Linked DNA regions of Mus musculus: regions 2, 3, 4 and 5 are each linked to region 1. Evidence: chromatin contacts called from public HiChIP or PLAC-seq and promoter capture Hi-C data. All regions are on one chromosome and are shown on one strand. Each heading gives the region's core, a stretch centred on a gene start, on an enhancer-like site or on the middle of the called end of the contact. The rest is flanking DNA. Distances are from core to core; before and after follow the strand shown.

What was found. Promoter capture Hi-C pulls out the DNA fragments that hold promoters and counts their contacts. HiChIP or PLAC-seq counts read pairs in DNA pulled down with a chosen protein or histone mark.
Region 2: a promoter capture Hi-C map of liver shows a contact between it and region 1, with 2.4 times the contacts expected there. The contact joins the enhancer-like site here to the promoter of Acvrl1 in region 1. A contact is called at or near these places in 11 of 39 promoter capture datasets (the 3T3-L1 cell line, 3T3-L1-derived adipocytes, cranial neural crest and 6 more), 1 of 15 datasets of contacts at CTCF or cohesin (large pre-B cells), 2 of 484 Hi-C or Micro-C datasets (the G1E-ER4 cell line and muscle stem cells), 3 of 115 datasets of contacts at active chromatin or transcription factors (astrocytes, bone marrow-derived macrophages and pancreatic cancer cells) and 2 of 9 other capture datasets (adipose tissue and liver).
Region 3: a contact with region 1 is called in an H3K27ac HiChIP or PLAC-seq map of microglia, with 5 times the contacts expected there. The contact joins the promoter of Tfcp2 here to the promoter of Acvrl1 in region 1. A contact is called at or near these places in 8 of 39 promoter capture datasets (the 3T3-L1 cell line, 3T3-L1-derived adipocytes, the C10 cell line and 3 more) and 3 of 115 datasets of contacts at active chromatin or transcription factors (extraembryonic endoderm stem cells, memory CD8 T cells and microglia).
Region 4: a contact with region 1 is called in a promoter capture Hi-C map of hippocampal neurons, with 2.4 times the contacts expected there. The contact joins the promoter of Pou6f1 here to the promoter of Acvrl1 in region 1. A contact is called at or near these places in 7 of 39 promoter capture datasets (the 3T3-L1 cell line, 3T3-L1-derived adipocytes, the C10 cell line and 2 more), 1 of 484 Hi-C or Micro-C datasets (LSK cells), 2 of 115 datasets of contacts at active chromatin or transcription factors (bone marrow-derived macrophages and microglia) and 1 of 9 other capture datasets (liver).
Region 5: a contact with region 1 is called in a promoter capture Hi-C map of liver, with 2.4 times the contacts expected there. The contact joins the promoter of Krt4 here to the promoter of Acvrl1 in region 1. A contact is called at or near these places in 4 of 39 promoter capture datasets (hippocampal neurons, liver and pre-B cells).

What each region holds. Positions count from the first base shown.
Region 1 is chr15:101,127,128-101,129,827 of GRCm38.p6, reverse strand. It overlaps Acvrl1 (activin A receptor, type II-like 1), which reads right to left and starts at 1,306. Exons shown (of 11, transcript NM_001277257.1): 1 at 1,245-1,306; 2 at 765-901.
Region 2 is chr15:101,983,084-101,985,783 of GRCm38.p6, reverse strand. It overlaps a transcript of Krt78 not described here. Among named protein-coding and RNA genes, the nearest start is that of Krt8, 20 kb to the left of the region's middle. Within about 2 kb of position 1,368, at least 318 of the 459 cell types and tissues checked have an H3K27ac peak or open chromatin away from gene starts, as enhancers often do. A contact at or near this core is called in 3T3-L1-derived adipocytes, the G1E-ER4 cell line, adipose tissue and 7 more, where this site is marked.
Region 3 is chr15:100,550,649-100,553,348 of GRCm38.p6, reverse strand. Tfcp2 (transcription factor CP2) reads left to right here and starts at 1,341. Exons shown (of 16, transcript NM_033476.3): 1 at 1,341-1,439; 2 at 1,868-2,024. The coding sequence starts at 1,903.
Region 4 is chr15:100,598,567-100,601,266 of GRCm38.p6, reverse strand. Pou6f1 (POU domain, class 6, transcription factor 1) reads left to right here and starts at 1,283. Exons shown (of 11, transcript NM_001304965.1): 1 at 1,283-1,504.
Region 5 is chr15:101,923,432-101,926,131 of GRCm38.p6, reverse strand. It overlaps Krt4 (keratin 4), which reads left to right and starts at 1,397. Exons shown (of 9, transcript NM_008475.2): 1 at 1,397-1,950. The coding sequence starts at 1,462.

The DNA of each region.
Region 1 (2,700 bases), core at 57-2,556:
GTTATCTCCCATCTGATAGGCTGTGTGAGCAAAACCACCCACAACAAAGAAGGATAATTGTGAAGACAGGTGGGGGGCCAGCTAGAGTGGTGAGGATCCAGAGAGGAAAGACCCTAGACAGACCCCCTAGACAGACTGACCCTGGAGGGTCAGAGAGGGGGCCGAACTCATCCAGAAGTTGCTCGTGAGCAGGGGAATGTGTCCTTCAAAGGAAGACCTAAGAAAGCAGAGCTGTTCTCTGCAGGGCTGACTGACTGCCTGGATCTCAGCCTGGGGGAGGGCCAGGAGTCCCTAAAGGGGAATGTCAAGGACACCCACGGCAGGGGAATTCTGTGACCCTATAGAGATAAGGATTGGGGTGCCAGGTTAAGTGGTCTCTATGAGGAGGTTCCGCAAGGGAAGTCGCTCCTATGTCAACAGAGCACCCTGGAGCTCAGGAGGGAAGAATCTTTCAGTCCCGTTTTACCTTTATAGATAAGGGTAGAAGAGTTAATCTCGGCAGGGAAGAGAAGCTAAAGGCCTCAGGATACCTAGCAAAAAAAGTTTTTTGATTCCCCATCCGTGCTCGACCCGCCCCCTTCCACGCTCAGGTCGGGGTAGCAGGGAGGTGTGTGTCCACAACCAGGGGACTGCTGACTGTCTTGCCCGGCTAAAACTGACCCTGCCACGCGCCGTCTGAGAGGTCTTTGAGATCCACATAAAGAAGGGTCCCCCTGAGACCAGGGACAGGTCTCCCTGCCCGGCCCAGCGGCACTCCGACTCACCTTTGGACAGGGCGACTCGACCCCCGCCTCTCCTTGCCGGAGGCGGCCGGGGTCTCACGTCCAGAGCCGGCCTGTGGGGCCGGGAAAGGTCTCGATCTGCGCGGCTGGCGCGGCGGCCTCCGGGGACTGGGAAGGGGCTGGAGCAAAATGTTTCTTATTCTAGCTTCTTCCTGCCTGGCCCGGCTCCACCACTCCCTCCTAATAACTCGTTTCCTATTGCCCAGTACGCCTCCCAGCAGCAGGGCTCGGCTCTAGAGGGCTGCAGACCGAGTGCGACCACCCCAGCCCCTCCCTGCCACGAAGGGACAGGCTTCGAACCCAGGCATTGGGGTCCCGTGCGTCCTGGGTAGGAACGTAGGGACTGAGCTAGCTGCGGAAGCGTCGCTCTAGGCCAGGAGAGGGTAGCCTGCACCCAGAGGCAGAAATCTAGATTCGTGAGGGCTTCAGGGAGGGACCCGCGTGAGGTAGCAGCCAACTTACCTGTGCTCACTCCTAAGGAACAGCGCTAAGAAAGCTGAGTTTGGGCTGGGAGTGTCTGCTCCAGAGTTGGCTCCGCCCTTTGGATTCTCCAGTTGGCTTAAATCTTTTTGCCTCCAAATTCCAGCCCTTCACCCTTAATACTTTTGTTCCCTTCCGTTGTCCACAGTGCTGGCCATCAACGCTCAGCCTCGGGCTAAAGAAACCTAGATAGGTCCGTTCTGAGTCAGTCTGGTCTGTGCACCTCAAGGCTTGACAGTTAGTTGTTCCTCTCCCTCAGGTCAGGGGTGGCCAGAATAGAGGGAAAGGCCACCTTGTCTTTTCTGTTCAGCCGTGTCCTTTTTGTCTAGCCGGGCTGGGACCCCAACCACGGGATGGGGGCGGGGCACAACTACCAGATGGGGAGCTTTAGAATTTGGGGCATGGAACCTTGTGAGGCTGGGACCTGCGGCTGGGGAGTTGGGCAGAGGGCTCGGGATGGGGAAGACAGGACACTCTTCCTCTTCCTGATCGGCAGTACAGGCTGGGACTGGGTGAAAATCTATGCTTTCCTGGGCAGGACTTGAGTTTTACTCTTAGCCTTGTGAATATCCTTGTGGGGGACCTTGAAGTAGTTCCACCAGCTGGGAATCCAGGCTAGTTGCTGTGACCCCACTAACACCTCCAGGGGCTTCAACCCCCCCCCCCCCCCCCCGCTACTAATGAGCATAGTGTTCCATCTTTCAAACGGTAAAAGATGGTGCCTATCTAAGTTCCTCAAGGAAGGAGTTTGTCGGCTAATATTTGAGAAGGCTAGGGAAGGGGTGGCCCTAGCCCAGTGGGAGAACACAGAAGCAATCTCTAAGGTGTCATGCCTGTCATGTAGATTTTGCAAGATGGGACAGAGGTGCCCTATCCTTTGGCAAGGATAGAGGCTGGGGGAGAGAAAGGCGGGAGGCTCCCACTGGTCTTACTTCCTCTGCTGAGCTCCACATGCTAGCAGCTTCTTGAATTGTGAGCCCCATGACCTTCCAGAGCCCCGGCTCAACCAAATTTCAGGGTCAGGACAGACCATGTCTTGCAGTACTATGGATTACAGTATCTGCTTTTCCAGATTGTGGTGGTCGCTTTGTTACACTCTATAGAACAGGGAGCTTGGATACATGACCATCTTCACACCCACTCTTCCTCCCACATGCCATGGCTTCCGGTAAGCCTTTCATTCTCCAGCCGGCGGCTCTCTGTCTTGAGTGGGACAGGACCCATGGGACCTCTGCAGCCCAAGTCTAAGGTCCGCCTCCTTGGGAAGGGGCAGATAGGGGACCATGGGTAAGGTCAGGAGCTGGGAAGTGGCTGAGGGGGTCAGTGGGGACTGAAGAGTTTCTGTGGGCAGGCCTGTGAAGTAAGACGGAGAGAAGTCAATTTAGGAGGTTGAAGAGAAGCTGTGGACAGGGGTGGCATCTTTCCCCTCTTCTTAGCG
Region 2 (2,700 bases), core at 119-2,618, 860 kb before region 1:
CAGTGATTTCCAGGACAGCCAGAGATACACAGTGAGTCTCTCACAAAGTTCTACTGGTGGCTCTCATTTATGGCTTATTCTTCTGTCTGGCCAGTGTCCACCAGCATCTTTCAATGCTAAGGAGAGTGGGCAGCCACAGCCCTCGTTTTTTGTGGTCTTTCCTGGTTTCTGCCAAGGAATCTGGTTCCAGAGTGGCCACAAGTTTCAACTTTGCAGTAGAGACCTGAAATTTTATATGAAACCAGATTTCTATATTTATTTATTTAAAAATTATTTATTTTTATTTTATGTAAATTGGTGTTTTGCCTGCCTGTCTATGTGAGGTGTTGGATCTGCTGAAGCTGGACAGACAGTTGTGAGCTGCCATGTGGGGGCTGGGAATTGAACTCGGGTCTTCTGGAAGGGCAGCCAGTGCCCTCAACTCCGAGCATCTCTCCAGCCTGAAACCTGATTTTAAAATGCTAGCCACTAGTCCAAATATTTAAGGACTCCATCTTGGCCATCCTCGAATGGGTCACTAGAAACTGTTTCTGGAAATTGACTCTAAGCAGGGACACAGAGGCCAGAGGGACAAGCTTGCCTCGGTGACAGCTCTACAGGACCCTGAACAGGAACACACGGCAAAACCTGGCTCCTCTCTTTTTTTGAGAATCACTGCTGGTCTTGGGGCACAGTGCTTGGAGTGGGGTGGGTGGGTGAGGATTCAGGACACAGAAATGCAGCAGAGGGAGCCTGGGCTAGCTATTAAAAAAAAAAAAACCTCGGTGGTCTTTGTTTAGCGTTATACATAAACTGCACTAAAATGCCTTTCAGAAAGTTAAAGGTGTCACTGTCTTCAGACACACCAGAAGAGGGCATCAGATCCCATTACAGATGGCCGTGAGCCACCATGTGGTTGCTGGGAACTGAACTCCTGACCCCTGGAAGATCAGTCAGTGCTCTTAACCGCGGAGCCATCTCTCCAGCCCTATTTCTCCTTTCTTAATTCCAGAGAAAATCAGTTTTGTTCTAGGAATGCACGTTTTGGGGTTCTTAAATACTTCATTAGAGAGCCTTCTGCACAGGTTGACATCTGTATGAGAGAATCCAATGGCCAGACCTGTCTTCTGTCAAACCGATGGCTCCCAGGATGTGACCTATCTTCCAAGCTCTTGGATTTTCAACGTTTCCTCCCAGTCTGCTGCTCAGGGTGTCTAGATCCTGAAAGGCTGTGCGATGGAGGGACGTTTTTTTGAGTACACCGGAAGTACACCATCTTTCCACTAGAGGGCAGCAGAGGAGCACGGAGGAAACTGCTCTGAAACCCAGAGCCAAGCTTGCCAGCCACGTGCAGCTCCCATTCCATGAGCGAGATCGGGGCGGGTCCTGGTCACAGCCTATCATTGGCTACAGAGGCATGTTTTGTGCTAATCAGGGGAAGCTCCTATTGTTTTGGGTAGGACGTGACGTGGTGAGTGACATTTGTGTGGATTTTAGTCTCTATCCACGGGAGTCCCACACCTTGCATTGTTGTAGTGTGGGTGGGAGGTGGAGCTGAATGCCAAGAGATGTGAGATGTCCTGGGCAGCCTTGTTTGTGAAGGAAAGTGTGCACTGCGGGTTTAAATACCAGAGGAGAGGCACCAAGGGCTTGTAGCCACATTGCCTCACTTGCTAGCTGTTCCCCATCTGTCCAGCAGGAGGCAGCACCTAGCTCCTGGAGCCAAGCAACATTTTTAGAGCCTTCGGAGGCTGAGGCTGGAGGTCCATGCCTCCTAAGGCTGGCGGATGGAGAAGGAGGTAGACCAGGCTCCAGGGGGCACAAGCATGGCGGCATCAGAAGGGCACACCTGAGTTACTAGGGCTTAGTTGGCCTATGTGAGTCCCCAGATCACAGGTCCAGCTCCCTGTAGTCCTGGGGTCTCAGAGAGGACAGTTGGGGTCATGCCAGAGTGGACCTTAAATGTTTTGCTTCCCAGTTTAGTGTGTGTGACTCCGTTTTACTGAGTAGGAACACACAGGAAGCCACTAGCGTAAGGGCCTGCCTCACGTGACTGGAGACCACGTATGCAGCCATTCCTTTCTCTCTGCTGCCAAAAGCAGCCGGGCTCCTGTCAGGATCCTCGAAGGAACCACGCACTATCTGCTCTTTGCGGCTGTGTATGCCTGACCCCAAATACACTTCCAATGCCTTGCCTGTCCATTCGGTGGGCACTTGGTCTCTTAGTTCAGAGATGACCCTCTCTGTAAGTCTTATGGCCCTGGAGGCTGTGCCTGCATTTCCTGTATCTACCACAAGGCTCTCATCCCTTAACTCACACGGAGCTAGGACAGGACCTGTGTGAGGGGAGGGGTGCTTGGCAGGAGAGAGGTGGTCTTGAACACCTGCTGTCTAAATGGAAGCATCTCCTTTGCCCTCTGGAGCTACAGCCTTCCCATCCAGGGAAGCTTGGCAGGGAGTGAACTTGTATGTGCACGTGCACGTGAGCGTGCGTGCGTGTATATGTGCGTGTGTGTGCACATATGTGTGTGTACGTGTGAGTGCGCATGTGCGTTTGCAAGTACGCATGTGCGTGTGTACGTGTGCGTGTGTGTACGCATGTGTGTGTGTGAGCACGTGTGTACGTGTGCTTGAGTACCACGTGCCTTTGGGACCAGAGGCAAGCTTTTGTAGAGGTTGTATGTGCACAGGTACAGACAGGTATAGGCAGGCACATACAGA
Region 3 (2,700 bases), core at 92-2,591, 580 kb after region 1:
TCTAAGTCAAAGCAGACTATAAGGATATTGTGTTGGCATACAGAACGAAGCACACTTCCACAGACAGGGGATGTCTTTGGCCGGCAGAGGCATGTTTATCATGACAATTTAGTTCTAGCCTTACCTTTCTGTTTGGTAAAATAAGTGACATTTACCTTTAGAATTTTTTTTTTTTTAAGATGGGAGGCAGAGGCAGGCAGATCTTTTGACTTCAAGGCCAGTCTGGTGACCTAAGGACCCTAGTGGTATACAGAGTTCCAAGACAGCCCAGGCGACAAAAAGAACCCTGTCTCAACAAACGAGCAAACAATGACTAGAGATGCTAGGTAGACCTGGCTGTTATGGAAATTGCTATGTAGTCTAGACTGTTCTTGAACTTGTGGAGATCCTTCTGCCTCAGCCTACTGAGTGCTAGGTTTTTAGGAACACACAATGCCCTTTTAGGAAGGGATTACAACCCTGTCTTGAGGACTTCTGCAATACTGTTCATAGCATACAGGTATTTTGCCCGTGCTTAATTTTAAAAATGGCCGTAATTAATCCTCAGGAGCAAGGTGGAGGAGGTATGATTTCACCTCCTGCTCCAGGGTCTTCATTATCTAGCCCTGGCTCACCTGGAAATCAGATCTGCCTGCCTCTGTCTCTGGAGTGCTGGGATCAAAGGCATGAACCACTATGCCTGGCTATGGTTGTTCTTGATTTACAGTTTAGTAAATTCAATCTCTTGGAGAATACTCTTAAGTTATCATACTATAAATAAAGATGCCAGCTCTGACTTTGCTCTGCAGATTTTTCCCCAACACTCATTCATCATTGCCTAAAACAAACAAAAACAAAACATCAAAGAACCAACCAAACAGAAACAAAACAACAAGCAAGGTGTAGTGTGCACGCTTTTGATCCTAGCACTCAGGCTGGGGGTGTGGATCTCTCAGTTCTGGGTCAGCTAAAGTTACCTAAAGACCCCGTCTGAACATCAACAAAAACCCCAATAGTTTTCCCTGTTTCCTGCGCGAATGCCTTAGGGAGAAGGGTGAAGATAAGGGAAGGCAAATGGGGAGAGTTTAGGACTGGACACACGGGAACGAAAGTCCCTCCGGGAATGGGAGCGGGAAGCGGAAAGATAGAACCGCAGTTCTGCTCTACTGTCAGGACCGAGAGCCTGCGACCCGGGTTCACGCCTAAGCACTGAGCCCGCCCACTACTCCGGGGGCGGAAGCCTTCGCGTCGATAGCCTATCACCGCTGCGAAGACAGAACCAGTCTCTTCTTCATTGGTAGATGGATGGTGACGTTGCGCCATGGCCGTAGCGGACGTCCTGATTGGTTGGCGCTGGGGGCGGGTTTGCGCTTCGAGTCTGCGCCGAACTTTCGCTGTCCACGCTTCCAGGCGGTCGTGGTGGCTAAGGAGGGTGTGGGGACGGCTCGGAGGAACCCTGGGTTTGTGCTGAGAGCGGAGTGGGGGGGCGGGGAGAAGAATCGGTGACCGGAAGTTATCTGGTTGACCGGAAGCGAGGCCTGAGGGAAAGTGCGGATGCCCGGAGGGAGGAGCTTTCCACCTAGGGGGGCGGAGGGGACGCTCGGAGCGCCCGGTGTCCTGCGCGTCTCCGCTTTGAGGCTGAGCGGAGGACGCCGAGCGACCGACCGGTGGGCTTCAGAGAGCCCGAGTCCGGCTGAGCTCCGGCGGGACCTGGTGCCTCACGATCCCGAGAGCCGAACGGGAGGGATTCCTGTCACCGGGGCTCCCGAGGAGTAGCCAGGGTGCAGCCCGTAGGTCAGGCTTGGGGCGCTGCGCGAGGAGCTGGGTTTGTAGCTGACTTCCACTGTGCTGTCTGCCGGGTAGAGTTACGCTCCGCGCCTTTGTACAGGAGCCGGCGCCTGTTGGGGCAAGGAAGGAGCCGGGATGGCCTGGGCTCTGAAGCTGCCGCTAGCCGACGAAGTGATCGAGTCGGGGCTTGTGCAGGACTTTGATGCTAGCCTGTCCGGCATTGGCCAGGAACTGGGTGCTGGTGCTTATAGTATGAGGTGAGTGAGATGCCTCCCAGACCTTACCTTCTTAATAACAAAGGCAGGATCTTGAAAGGTGGGAGGGCGGCTGTACAGTTTAAGAGAACAGCCTGCAGCTTGGTGGGCAGATTACCCCCCCCCTTACACCTCCCTACCTCCCCCATCCTCTGGTTTGAGTAGTAGTGGTATGGGAGGACAGGAAAGACTCTAGAGTCAACTCTGTAGGGCCCTTGCATCCAGATGGTGTAGGAGACTTGGACACTGACTGTATGCTTGGGTATGTCTGGATTCACGTGAAGAAGGGGCAGTTGAGGGATATCTAAAGAAGTCCGGCAGCTGGGAACTGAGGTTCAAGGTTGACGACTTGTTGGGAAGAGATGGGATACCTTGGACAAGAAGTCCACAGACAGCTGTCTCTTACAACAGACTTGTTTTAAGGTTTTCTTCCAGGGTTCCTGTCTTTGGAAACTTGAGCTGAGAATGTCTAAAAAGTGACAAAGAGGCGCACGCCTTTGATCCCAGCACTCGGGAGGCAGAGGCAGGCGGATTTCTGAGTTCGAGGCCAGCCTGGTCTACAGAGTGAGTTCCAGGACAGCCAGGACTACACAGAGAAACCCTGTCTTGAAAAAACAACAACAACAAAAAAAACCCCAACAACAACAACAAAAAGACAAAAGAAAGACGAGAGTACTAG
Region 4 (2,700 bases), core at 34-2,533, 530 kb after region 1:
CGGTGCCCGGCTCAGGCTACCTCTGTTTGTAAAACTAAACTGTATCGTTTGCCTAGACCGCAAATGGATGGACGCGCTGGGATAAAACCCCAAGCTTTCTGGTTCTTGACCCTTTAGTTAGTCTCACCCGCAGTGCCTCCTCCATGGCCCCAGGAAAACAGCGGACAGCCCAGCTCTGCGGCACCAGTAGCCAGCATGATGCAGGCAGCCTGGAGTGTACCTGTTGGTCAAACCCAGCCGATGCTGCTCCCCTCTCCTCCTGAGTGTGTGCTTCCACTGGAGACGTTTAAGGGACTGTCTGGCAAGGGCTCTACAGTTCATCATTTCTCCTATTGCTGCTTCTGCACGGCCTACCGAGATCATCCTAGACCACGGAAGCACGGGTGTGGGGTGAGGGCGAAGAGGGAAACACTGTTGGGAATCCACTTGGCTGCGTTGATAACGCTCTTCTCTGGTGACTCCCTTCATTCTTTCTCGCTCTCCTGGTCTTCCTTCTTTTGTCCATTATGTCCCAAACCTTCGTTCCCCTGGCCCCTAATCGGCCTCTGAGTCTCCCTCTACCTTCAAAAGTCAGTAGATATAACAAACCCTCCCCACCATCACGGTCCCCAAAACAGTGGCTTGTTTTTCTCCATCGCGTCAAACTTTGCCTTTCTTTTCACACCTTCGTGTGCTGCTTGACTAGCCCGCAGGCTGCAGGTGGGACCCCGCCCCTCCTGAAGGTGGGAAAGCGAGCTAGCTCAGCAGAGCGTCCGGGACCCTGGTCCCTCTGGGATGTGCACAGCTGCTCCGGAGACCCTGAGCCTTAGTGACGTCCGAGTTCCCTCTCCTTTACGGCCTAGAGGACAGACGTGAACTTGAGGTTGGCCGTTGAGAAGGGCAGTTGACCACCAGAGAGTCACGGTTGTCACTGCTCAATCCTCGGCTGAAGGGAAGGCGACACGGGGTCCCCTATCGAGACTCCAGTCCTGCTCTCCAAGGGGGCTGAGTCAAGCGGCCCCACAGGCCCTGGGTCCCAGTCCCCGCGAGGCCTGGGGTTCCTACCCACCCCCACGCGCAGCTCGCAGCTTCCCAGACCCCCCCTCCTTTTCCTGACCGCCGCCCCCGGCGGCTGGCGCGGGAGGTGCAGCATGCGGCAAAGCGCTTTGCATAAATTATGCTCATGACGCAGCAGCTAAAAAAATCCAAGTAGCAGAAGGAGGGAAAGGGGGGGAGGGAGGAGGGGGCGAGGAGGGGACTGCACCTGGCCGCCCCCGCCCCCGGCGTCCCGGCCCGTGCGTGGCCCGCAACCCACCGCCGCTCCGCTCTGCCAGCCCCGGCGGGGGGCTCAGGGGGCGGCGGGTCCCGAGTGGCTCCGGGCCGAGCGAGCCGGGCCGAGCCGCTCCGGCTTCTTTGTCTGCGGGCGGCCGCCCCGGCCGCGGCCCCCTGGCCCGGGCTGGGGGATGAGTGTCTAGCCGGTGGCCGCTGGGCAGCCGGGGAGCGGGAGGCTGGGCTTCGGGCTCCGGTGAGTAGCGGGGTCCGGGGCGGGGAGGGCTTTGCACGGAGGGGGAGGGGGCCGGGCAGGGGAGGTTTCGAATTTGGTTAATATGCAATGCCCGTAATTAGCATAATTTATATATTTATGATAAAGAGAGAAAAAGGCGCGGGGCCGGGGCGGCGGGCTGCGGCCCCGGAGGCTGGAGCTCTGGGAGTCGAGGGCCGCGCTCTGCCCACCTGGGGCCGCAGACCCCGGGCCGCACCCTGGTCTCCGGTCCCCGCGGACACTCGAGGAGGGGCGGCCGCTTGGGTGGACGCCCTGCCCTGGTGGGGGGCGGGGTGTCGGGGAGAGGCACGTAGAGTCCTGGATCCCGGGACGCTTGGGTTCCCTGGCGACCTGTCACCGCTACTCCGGAGAAAGGGCTGGTGGGACTCTGGGGGGCAGAGACCTCGCTGTCACTGGAAGGATGGGGGAATGGTGGGAGGGTCACCGTCGATCAGAGCGTGAGCACTTCATAAATATTTAATGACAGTATTAGTATTAATAATGTCATAAAACGGGCCCACTATCTCCTCCCGGGACATTTGCACCTGGCAAGGCTGAGGGATCTCCAGAGTGGCTTCTAAGCCACTTCAGCGCTAAGATCGCCTCCTCGGGCTTGGGTGGGAAGCCTGAAACCTTTACAGAGTAGTCGCTGCAGCTGGGCAGGAGAAAATGAAAGCCTGCTCAAAAGCTTCCCTAGGCCAAAGACAGGAAGCTCCTAGCAGACACAGAGACTGTAGCCTGTTGGCTCCCTGGCATTCCTTGCTCACAAAATAGAAGGCGGGGCCCCCAGTTCCATGCATATATACCCGTCGCTTTGGTAATCTACGACAGTCAACACTGCAAACCGGCATGCTGGGCGTGTATTCCGTTTTGATTGAAGTTTGTGAGCAGGATATTTCTGTGACTCGGGGGCCTCTTTACATATGTAAAGCAGAATCACATTCATTCCTTCTATGGTACTTCAATAAAAAAAAATCAGTGTGCGAGAGCCGCACTCAGACAAAGCCCCACCTGTCCTGGAAGGAGCAAGACAAACAAACTCGGAAAAAAACAAAAAAAAAAAAATCAGATCAGGTAAAGCCAGAGAGAGAGAAACAGAGAAGACACGCTGGTTTCTGTTTCTTCCTAGAGGCACTAACTATTTGGCAACTAAGAAAAGTAAAACTGTTGATGCACAG
Region 5 (2,700 bases), core at 148-2,647, 800 kb before region 1:
GGACAGTGACAGGACAGTGGTGGAGGGGAGACCTGGAGGACTGTTGGTTGGGCTCTTGGACTGTCTTCTGGCCTTTGCTGTAGCTCCATCCCTAGGGCCTGACCTGTGCTCACCCTCACCCTGAGTTCTCTGTGTATCAAGGAAGCTTTTGGGGGACATGGGTGTGATTCAGGCAGGTGGGATTATCCATGTGCTGGTGGTTGCTCTTTCTCACCTCTGGGTCATTTTCTCAATGATGGAGGGAGGAGGAAACTCAGATGTATTGGATTTCCTAGTCCCTGGACAGGATGAGAGCGGATGCCTGTTTGTCTCCAGTGTACTAGGCACCTTGGATATATTGTCTTATCTATGCATAGGAACATGTCTTATTTTATTTATAAAGTGAGTTGGCTGGTCTCAGAGGTATCAGATGGCCCACCCCAGACTGCATAATTAGTGAGAGATGAATAGACTCTGTATAGGCCAGTTCTGCTCAGTTAGGAGAAATCCAAGTTCTGGGAGTAAAACTATGATTTTGTATCTCGCACATGGCCCTGAATGACCACCAGTCTGCCAAAGCAATACTCAGCATCAAGAATGTTAGGAATCTCTTTCCAGAATTCTGGGACCACTTCAGAAAAAACAAAACAAAACAAACAAACAAGCATACAAACCAACCCAGACGTGCTGTGTTCTGGGGAAGCCCTGTAAGCCCAGGGTGGCTATGGGCCACACGGTAGAATCCCATCCAGGAGTTTCTTTGGGTCTTGGTTGGAAAGGCTACCAGGCTGGAACTGTAAGAGAAGAGCCTTGTTTCATAGGTGAACAAGTGGCCAGGGACACACAGAGGATAAGAATGATGGACACAGGCATAAGAGTTGATGCTGACAGCTTGCCAAGCTCCCATCCAAGATCACAATCTCTTTTGTATTGAAAGGAAAAGTAAATATTTGCATTCTTTCCAATTTATGAGTCCCTGGGCTGAGCTCAGGGAGCAGCTTGCACACACAGGTCAGGGTGCATAGCCTGGCAATGGCAGGCTGTGCCCTAGAACCCAGGCTCTCAGGTTCCAGGGTCTGTGGCATGCAAGTAGGGGTGATCAGACTAGGTGTCTGTAGCAGGAGCCCCATGAGGCTGGGAAAGAAGGAGGAAGGGCAGTGGGGCCTTGCAAGTCTGAGTCAGGTGGGCAGTGATACAGGAGGCCCTGGGGCACTGGCTCAGCGAGGGATGAGACCGTAAGCTGTGCCCTCCCAGTGACTTTTCTAGGTGTGCTTAGTGACATGTTCAGCAGGTGCAAGAGAGATGGGCCGTTGCCAAAGGCCCAGCCCAGAGATACTTCGGATTTTTCCCTTTATGCCCCTGCAACCAAGCCCTGCTGCTCCAGCGCATATAAGCCACAAGGGCCGAGGGTTCTGGCATTCAGGATCTGGCCTTTGCTTCGCTTCTGTTCTAAGCTCGTTGCAGCTGCCTCCTCTCTCAGCCATGATCGCCAGACAGTCAAGTGTCCGCGGAGCCTCCCGGGGCTTTAGCAGTGGCTCAGCTATTGCTGGTGGTGTCAAGCGAGTGGCCTTTAGCTCAGGCTCCATGTCTGGCGGTGCAGGGCGCTGCTCTTCTGGGGGCTTCGGCAGCAGAAGTCTTTACAACCTCGGGGGTCACAAGAGTATCTCCATGAGCGTGGCTGGGTCCTGCCAAGGCGGCGGCTATGGGGGTGCCGGAGGCTTCGGCGTTGGAGGATACGGTGCTGGGTTTGGTGCCGGTGGTTTTGGCGGTGGCTTTGGAGGCTCCTTCAACGGTCGAGGAGGTCCTGGCTTCCCAGTCTGTCCTGCTGGAGGTATTCAGGAAGTCACCATCAACCAGAGCCTGCTGACACCTCTTCAGGTGGAGATTGACCCAGAGATCCAGAAAATCCGCACGGCGGAGCGTGAGCAGATCAAGACCCTCAACAACAAATTCGCGTCCTTCATCGATAAGGCGAGTGAGCCTGATCTTTGCAGAGGGTGGTGGAGTGCGGGGTTTCTAAGCCCTGGGCCCTGGGTCTTAGCCAGGAAGTCACCTCATACCTACTTCTGACTCTGGGTGAAACCCCTCGTCTCTGAGGATGCTTGAAGAGCAGAGGAGGTACTCTTTGCTTTTTCTAGCCCAGATTCCATTTTTTAAAAAGGCAAAACCTGGAGATCTTTTCTATGTAGCCCAATTGTAGGCATGCATCATAGAATCTGGTTACCCAGAAATCTATGGCTAGGGGCCAATGCAGTGCTCTAGCCCAGGCTGTTCTAGGTTGCTGGGCATCAAGGTTTTGGTTCCTTTAGGTGTTTGAGGCAAGAGTGAACCCCTTGGAGGAGGATGAGTGGCTACACTGGCTTGAACGAGCCTGTAGTAGCTCCTGGAGGCTTTACCGTGACCCTGGGAGTACAGACTTGAACGTTAGACTAAGAGTTTTCTGTGCTTGTTGGCAGTATTTCCTTTCATCTCAGCCTTTGAGTTCAGAAGGCAGGAGTTTTGCTGCTTGAATGTAACATGGAGATGCTCTGCCAACCACTCCTTTAGCTGGCCCGGCTGGGTGCGTTAGAGAGAGAAGGCTCCAGGAAGTCCATGCCAGGATGGATTCCAGCTGAGTCTTAGAACATGTCTGGGCCATTTGTAGTTAGAGTTAATCGTATACAGATTCAGGAGACAAGGTTTTCCTCTGTAGCTCATATCGGCTTCAGACTCATCATCCTC